Regions from separate parts of the Sus scrofa genome. Here region 2 is linked to region 1. A link is a contact called in public promoter capture Hi-C data. All regions are on one chromosome and are shown on one strand. The core of a region is the stretch at or near the end of the contact, and the rest is flanking DNA. Distances in the headings are between cores, read along the strand shown. Region 1 holds the start of ELOB (elongin-B). Region 2 holds the start of ZNF213 (zinc finger protein 213).

Evidence for each region. Promoter capture Hi-C pulls out the DNA fragments that hold promoters and counts their contacts.
Region 2: a contact with region 1 is called in a promoter capture Hi-C map of liver, with 2.6 times the contacts expected there. The contact joins the promoter of ZNF213 here to the promoter of ELOB in region 1. A contact is called at or near these places in 1 of 5 promoter capture datasets (liver) and 1 of 47 Hi-C or Micro-C datasets (liver).

The regions. Positions count from the first base shown.
Region 1 is chr3:39,296,878-39,301,246 of Sscrofa11.1, forward strand. It overlaps ELOB (elongin-B), which reads right to left and starts at 1,315. Exons shown (of 4, transcript XM_003124746.4): 1 at 1,034-1,315; 2 at 774-908. The coding sequence starts at 1,300.
Region 2 is chr3:39,086,804-39,091,098 of Sscrofa11.1, forward strand. It overlaps ZNF213 (zinc finger protein 213), which reads right to left and starts at 1,986. Exons shown (of 6, transcript XM_013995737.2): 1 at 1,048-1,986.

The DNA.
Region 1 (4,369 bases), core at 65-2,564:
CCTTCAGTGACAAAGGGAATGAGGACTCAGCTTGGAATGAAAGACCAGTTTCCAGCCAGTATTAGATCGAGGCACTTCGGGGGAGAGCCTTTAACGAGAGGCTGACACACCGGATTCCCAAAGAAAGCCCCGAAATCCAAGCCATCCTTGCTGAATAACTGCAGTTGGTTTGTAAGGGGGAGCGGAGCGGGGGGGGGGGGGGGGGAGCTGCGTTTAGAACCCCAGCAGCATGGTAGGGAGTCATAAACAGCTGGTAGGCGAAGAACCGACGGGACCCAACTCATCCCCAAACCCTCCATTTCTTTGTATTAAGCGGTGTCCAGGGCGGATGGGGCGCGTGTGATGGGCCAGCAGAAGGTTAAGGGCCCCGGGACTCAAATCCCGACTCTGCCCATGACCTTGGGATAGTTAAGGAACCACCTCCCAGCCTCAGTTTCTCCAACTACGGAGGAGACAAGTCCAGCAAGAGCCTGCACGTCTCGGCGGGCTGCTTCTGGGATTATTAGATGCGACGCTGGCCCCGGGCACTCGGCAGAGGGCCTGGCGCGCGCCTTCAAAGCCACCGGAATCGAGATCCTCCGGTGGAGCAGGCGCTACCGGGGCTTCACTTCTCTGAGTCCGAGCAACGGCCCCACGCGGGGGAGTTCCGGCCCGCGGCGGTCAGCAGCCGATGTTTACATCGACGACGCGGCTGCCGGGCGCCCCCGGCCAAGCTCCGGCGGCGGTTCCCAGCAGCACGCGCCCCCGGCCGCCCGGAACCGACAGGACCGCACCTTGTACAGCCGCTGCTCGTCCGGCGGCCGCTTGAGGATGCCCTCGACGATGCGCTTCAGCTCGAACACGGTACTCGACTCCTTAGCGTCAGTGAAGATGGTGGTCTTGTGGCGCCGGATCATGAGGAACACGTCCTGGGGGCGGCGGGCAGGCGTGAGCGCGGAGCCCGGGCTGCCCCCGCGCGGCCCGTGGCCCCCGTGGCCCCCGCGGCCCCCGGCCCCGGCCCCGGCCCGGCGCCCCTCCCCCCGCGCCCGCTCACCATCGCAGCGGCTACCTCTCCCCCTCGACGCGCCGGCGCGGCCGCGCTCCTCCCCGTTCCCGGCAGCCCGGGCGCCGCACCCCAGCGTGCCCCGCGCCCGGCGGCCCCGCCCCGCGCCCGGCCCCGAGGCCGCCATTTTAAGTAATCCGCAAGGGAGGGGCGCTGCGGCCCTGTGTCTGGCAGCCATCTCGGCGCCGTGGCGTGGGGCGGGGCTGGTTGGCCGAGGGGCTGAGGCTGTGGGCGTCCGGCAGTGGCCGATGGCGCCATCTTGGGTGTGGCAAAGACGAGGTCCCCAGATTGATGCAGTGAGGAGATGCCTGGGTGCAGGCCCATCCTTTTTGGGGGGATATCAGGGACTAACTGTGTGAGCTAGGGTACCTCACATCCCAAGGAGAGAGAAGGAAAGATGTGTCCCTGAGTCATCAGGGCGGCAAGACATTCACATCTCAATGAGATCTGGGCTGCCATATTGGGGAGTCCGACTCGAGAACAAGGGCTCCCTGGCGGCCATTTTGAGGAGGTCCACGGACGTTCCCAGGCTAGGGATCGAATCTGAGCATCGGCTCTGGCAGTGCACCACAGCGGGAACTCCTCTACCTAAGTTTGTTTTTTTGTTTTGTTTTGTTTTTTTTGTCTTTTTTTTGCTATTTCTTGGGCCGCTCCCACGGCATATGGAGGTTCCCAGGCAAGGGGTCTAATCGGAGCTGTGGCCGCCAGCCTACGCCAGAGCCACAGCAACGCGGGATCCGAGCTGCGTCTGCAACCTACACCACAGCTCACGGCAACGCCGGATCGTTAACCCACTGAGCAAGGGCAGGGACCGAACCCGCAACCTCATGGTTCCTAGTCGGACTCGTTAACCACTGCGCCACGACGGGAACTCCTAAGTTTTTTATTTTTATTTATTTATTTATTTTTGGGGCCACACCCGCGGCATATGGAGGTTCCCAGGCTAGGGGTCCAGTCGGACCTGTGGCTGCCAGCCTACGCCACCACCACAGCCACACAGCCACGCCGGATCCTTAACCCACTGAGCCAGGCCAGGGATCAAACCCGCAACCTCATGGCTGCTAGTCAGATTGCCTTCCACTGACCCATGATAGGAATTGCAAATTTTTTGAAGTGCTCATTAATAAATAGTAATTGTGGGAGTTCCCGTCATGGCGCAGTGGTTAACAAATCCGACTAGGAACCATGAGGTTGCGGGTTCGGTCCCTTCCCTTGCTCAGTGGGTTAAGGATCCGGCGTTGCCATGAGCTGTGGTGTAGGTTGCAGACTTGGCTTGGATCCCGCGTTGCTATTGCTCTGGCGTAGGCCGGTGGCCATAGCTCCGATTGGACCCCTAGCCTGGGAACCTGCATATGCCGAGGGAGCGGCCCAAGAAATAGCAAAAAGACAAATAAATAAATAAATAAATAAGTAAATAAATAAATAGTAATTGTCAATAGCCACCAGTTGCTCGTGTGTCTCTCATCTGTAGTGTTTTATAACTACTTTCATTTCTAAAAAGGAAGTGATAGAACTCAGTGTGGAATTTGAGTTGGTTGCCCAAATTCAAACCTGGTTCCACCTCTTGTCTGCTGTGGGTCTCTCTCTCTCTCTTTTTTTTTTCTTTTTGCCATTTTTTGGGCTGCCCCTGTGGCATATGGACTAGACTCCCAGGCTGAGGGTCTAGTCGGAGCTGTAGCCGCTGGCCTACGCCACAGCAACATGGGATCTGAGCAGCGTCTGCAACCTACACCACAGCTCACGGCAACACCGAATCCTTAACTCACTGAGCAAGGCCAGGGATTGAACTTGCAACCTCATGGTTCCTTGTCAGATTCATTAACCACTGAGCCTCGACGGGAACTCCTCTGCTGTGGATCTTAAGGCACGTTCCTGACCTGGGGGATCAGCCAAGAGACCATCAGTGCCTGGCACTGTGTGCATACTCAGTGGGCAGAACTGAGTTGTTCTGACTCTCTCAAAGGCCACGCTAGGGTAGGCGGTACCAGTTCAGATCACAGATGGGGCAACAGATTAAGTCGGCACTCCTGGGAGAGGCTGGGCTATCTAGTTGTAGTACTGCCAACTGGAAAACGCCTGCCTGGACAGTAGCCCACTGTCCCTTGTCCCCAGGGAGCGTCTCAGGGGTACCCTTGCTGCCCCAGGGGCTCTCTTCCTGGCAGACTAGGCAGCTATCCTGAGGCCGAGGAGGAGACTGATGCAGGGCCAGGTCAAGGCCCCACCCTTCACCCCAGGCGCACTGACCTTCCTGACGGGAGGGTTGCAGCGGCACATGGTGCCATGCCCCTGAGCCTGCTGGGCGGAGAAGAGCTGCACGCACGCCCAGCCCTGTGAGGCAGAGAGGGGTGGACCTGGAGGCCGCTCTGCTTGCTGGGGTGGGAGGAAGTGGAGACGACGCAGGGGGGCCACGCTCCCATCGCCAGCTGCCTTCTGGATCAGACCGCCTGCGTTCGAATCCCAGCCCACCACCTACCAGCCGTGTGACTTAAGGCCTGTTTTCTCATCTGACACACAAGGAAAACCCACCTGACAGAGCCTCAGGTGAGAATCCCGCCAGATGGGGGCCACAGAGCCCTCTGCCCGGTGTCTGGTGAGAGGACGAGGAGTGGCTGATTTCTTCTCATCCCCTTCCACGTGCAGCCCTGCAGTCCGCTGCCAGGACGGCCCTGCTTAGCTCCCAGGTTATGCTGCGGAAGCACCGGATTCTCAACAGGAACTCACGACTCCACTCACGGCAGGTCCAAGGCTGAGGTGACCTGTGGCAGTCCTCTTGGCTGCCCTCGGCTGAGGGAGGGATGGGAGACGGCCAGCATCACCCAGCAGGGGCTATCAGGCCCCACTGCAGCGGTGTCCACAGCCTTTGGCTGGGCCTGCCACCGCCATGCCCGTTTCTGGGTACCCTTGTCCCTGATGGCAACCCCCACCCCCTCAGGGCAGCCAGGCTCTACCCCCCAGATGGCTGGCCCTCTGCCTGGTGCTTCCTTGCAGCCCCAATCCACAGACCCACCCTCCCTGTTGGTCTGGCCCAGCAGCCACCACCTGCTTGCAGCCACCTCTCCCCTGGGGTCTTTGTGGTTGGTCGGTTTTTTGGCCCTGCCCACGGCACGTGCAAGTTCCTGGGCCAAACCCACGCCACAGCAGTGACTACCTGGGAAGCTTAGCTCGCTGCCCCACAAGGGACTCCCACTTTTGCCCCTGGGAATAAAGAGAGGAGGGGGCTGAGGCTCAGGCCCGGGTGACAGCAGCTGCATCTGTTCCTGTCCAGCCAGGGTGCACCTTCATGATGGCCTCCTTGTCCCCACCTTTCTCCATTGTCCCTGTCAGCTC
Region 2 (4,295 bases), core at 736-3,235, 210 kb before region 1:
ACCACAGCTCACCACAATGTCAGATCCTTAACCCACTGAGCGAGGCCAAGGATCAAGCCCGAAATCTCATGGTTCTTAGTCAGATTCCTTTCCACTGCACTATGACAGGAACGCCAGTACCAACTCTTAATGCAAGTAAATGCTCAGTCAGGAACTGTTAGTCCCAGGGAATCATGCCTCGCCAGGAACCTGTCAGATGGGCATGCCCACGGGAGCAGAGATACAGGAGAGGCTGCAAGAGTTAAGACCCCCAGGAATCCTTGCCATTTTCCTCTCAAGGAGCCCAGCTTGTTCTAGTCAGTGGCCTGTTGGATTGTATGAATCTTCATGGATAGCCTGGAGCTTTGTTAGTTGAGAACAGAGAAAAACCAGAGTTTGCCCTAGGAGTTGAGAATGCTGCCTCTGCAACCCAGGCAGGAAGACTGCCCGACCACAGGTCACAGGATGGCCAAGGAGCAGGGACAGGGGGCAGGCTGGACCACCTTCAAAACCTCCGGTTCTCCACCCTCCACAGGACACCAGGGAGAAAACTCAGGCCAGAGCCCCTCACAAGTCTCAGGCCTCTAGCCTACCCTCCCGCCTGCCCCTCCATCCCACCACCGGGGTCATTTCAGCTCCTGGACCGCCAACCTCTTCGTCATGACAGGGACTTTATTCATTCTGTTCCCCTTGCTGGGAAGGTTCTACCCTGAAATCCTTCCCGTCATTCAAGTCTCAGCGTTCCGTCCTTGGACAATCAATTCCTAACATTCTCCACTGCTTCCCCCGTCTGTCACCACTTTAAATTAATGTGTCATTTACGTCCGCCTCCCTCACTGGAGCTCAACCCATGAGGGCATGGATCTTGTCAGATTTTTCATCGCTTATCCCTCAATATCTAGCAAAAGACCTGGAACGCAGGCATTTATATTGAAAAATGAATGAGTGAAGGCGGTGAAGCGTCTATTTAACGTTTCCTCGCCTTTACTACCCGGCCCGCCCCGCACTGACTGCCTCAGTTCCTCCCGCTCCCCGCAAAAGATCCCAGGTCTCCTTCCAGGCCGTTACCGCCTCCGCGTGGGCTCTCGCAGGCAGCACCGGGCGGGCCCGCAAGGTGCCGGAGCGCCAGCAGGAGGTGCAGGGGCCAGGACTCCGGCGCGGCGGACCCTGGGCGTCACGACCAAGCCCAGACGCGGCCCTCGCGTTCGAGCGCCGCGGGTTTCTTCCGGGCGCAACAGGTCTTCCGCCGCGCGCGAGGCCGGAAGTGGCTCTGGCCTCGGCGCTCGCCTTCTCCCCGCTGCCTCTCTAGGAAGGCAGGAGGGTCGCTGTCTCGGTGGTGGGCCCGGGGCCCGCTCTGAAGACTCGGGGGCTGACGACTCAGCAGGTAGGCCGGCCCGCGTTGTTGGTTCTTTCCGCAGCGCCCGGAAAAGGAAGGGAAAAGGCAAAGTTTGGAAGCCCAGAGCGTCGAGGAGTTGCCAGGCAACCGTGGCGGGGGTGGGGGGGAACGGAGCCGAGGACAAACGCCAGTTATGATTGGCCCGTTTTGGGGGCGCCCACCCTCTTGCTCCTCCCAGGGCACTGACTGGCAGGTGGCATAGTGGGAGGGGTGAGATCGTCCGGAATCTGTCATCCTGGCTGTGAGGCGAGCCTCGGCGAGTCTGCAGACCTCGCCACCCTGCGGGGTCACACGAGCTCGGGAGGAGCTTCCCAGGCTAGAGCAGAGCTGAATCAGTCCACGTCTCCGGCCCGGGGAAGGCAGCGCGCCTTCAGCCAGGACCTGGGCCGACCACACAGGGATGCGGTCGGCAGTCCCAAGGGACTATTTCCACCACCGCCCCCTTCCCCTCCCTCTACTAGTCCAGAAGGCGCAGGTGCGCAGGTCAATCGCAAGGAATCAGGTCGCGCGTGTTCTTCAGAAGCTATAAGGTGTGAGCAGGAGCCAGGAAGGAGTAGGCCACCTCTGAGCCTCTTCGCCAGCTCCCCAGAGACGGCCAAAACCCTTCTCTGCCTCCCCACCCTACCCCCGCCCAGCCTGCTACCCGTCAGTGATGCTTCATCACCCACCGAATCATGAACACCATTCAGCCTGACAGCCCAGGCCCTTCCAAGATGCTGGAGCTGCCTCCTCAGTCTTAGCTGCTGTTGTCCACTCTTAAAACGCTCTGGCCTGGAATTCCCATCATGCCTCAGCGGATAACGAGCACGACTAGTATCCATGAGGACGCAGGTTCAATCCCTGACCTCACTCATTGGGTTAAGGATCTGGAGTTGATGCGGGCTGTGATGTAAGTCGCAAATGTGACTTGGATCCAGAGTTGCTGCGCCTATGGCGTAAGCCAGCAGCTGTAGCTCTGATTCAGCTCCTAGCCTGGGAACTTCCACCTGCCGCAGGCAGCCCTAAAAAGACAAAAAACAAACAAACAAAAAAAGGCTCTAGACAGGGTCTATTCCATCCTCTGGATGGATCTCTAAGAAATGGAAGATGCATGGGGCCCTTGGAATCCCTTTGCACTGTGCTATGAAAAGGGGATGCCGTTTCCCACTGGATACTGTGCTGAGCTCCTCAGAGCGAAGTCTTTAACGACCCCGGCCCCCCGGAGCTCACTAGACAGCCCTCTGCGGGATTCAAGGCCTGAGTGATTCCTGGCATCCAGCTGATGTGGCCCATGGCCCAAGGAGCTGAAATTAAGGCAATACCCACTGTGCAAATGAATACTCTGTGCTAAGCCCCACCAAGTCATGGTAGCACCTTCCCACCTGTTTCCCTCCATCAGATAACAAGCTCCTGGGAGCAATCCTTATGTGACGAGAGCCCCTCAGTCCCTCACACTGAACCCAGCAGAGAAACACTATTTCTGGCTGAGTGACCAGTGACCAGTGCCGTGACGACACGCTGAAGGGAGGAAACTGCTTTTTCTCACCTCTTCGAGAAAGAACCATCCAGTCAATCCACTCCTGCCAGCAGCCCAACCCTAGACACCACTGAGTCCTGCCTGGGCCCCCACTAGTCAGCACCTCCCTGGCGTCCAGCTGATTTCCCTCTCAAACTCCAGCTGAGTGCAACACCCCTGAAGGTCAAGTCTACTGTCTGTCAGTTCTAATTTTTTAGTTCTGTTTTGGCCAGGCCGGTGGCATGCAGAAGTTCCGGGGCCAGGGATCGAACCTTTGCCGCAGCAGTGACCCAAGCTGCTGCAGTGACTACAGTGGATCCTTAACCTGCTGCACCACAGGAGAACTGTCTACTCTTTAGACAGCCTCATATTGTCATGCACTAATTAGACAATCAAAAGCTGAAGGGGGAGGAGTTCCCCTTGTGGCCCAGCAGGTTACAAACCTGACTAGTATCCGTGAGGACATGGGTTCGATCCCTGACCTCAGTGGGTCTGGGAACTGGCGTTGCTGTGAGCTGTGGCGTAGGTCACAGACACTTCTCCGATCCTGTGTTGCTGTGGCTGTGGCATAGGCTGGCAGCTGTAGCTCCGATTTGACCCCTAGCCTGCGAACTTCCACATGCTGCAAGTGTGGCCCTAAAATAAATAAATTAATAGCTATTGGGGGTACATGGAAATAGAGGTATTCTTTACAGGATAAAAGCCCTGGACCTGAGCTCCAGCTTCCAGGTTGAATGACTTTGGGCAAGTTACTGGCCTTCTCAGCCTGCTTCCTCATCTATAAAACTCCGAGTTGCAGTTGGGGACATATACGTGATGCTTGGTCCCATGCCTGACAGGGCAGCTGCTCAACTGCCAACTATCATAACTATTTTCAGTCCAATGTCCTGTTCAAGACATTCCATCCCTCAGGGGCTGGGAGCCAACAGAGCTGCGACTGCTCTGTTGGCTCTGTGAGCACAGAGACAGGAGGGGTCCCAAGAGAGGCAGACGTCAAGGTCAGGTGATGTCAAAAATGAGTGTAATCTTGAGAGCTGAACTGCACATCTAGAATATGGGCAGGCTGAGCCCACCCTTGGCCAGGAGAAAAAAAGAGAGAGAGAGAATGGGAAAATTCAGAGGTAAAACCCCAGGAGGCCAGGAAACCACCAGATGGGGGCAGGTAGGGCAAATTACAGAGGACAGGTGCAAAGAGGCCACAGAGGTGAGAAGTAGTGGAGGGAGTGAGCTGGCAGTGGCTCAGAAAGGATCAGAAGGGGCAGTGGTCCCTGGGGAACAAGAAATCCCCCCTGGATTAGAGCTGGGCCCCCGCGGATGCAGGTGAAAATGCCCGGTCACAAGCAGCAGGCCCCAGTGTGAGGGAAGCAGGGTAGACAGGAGACACTGAACGTGAATTCTTAGGCTGGCTCTGCCCTGCCCTGGCTC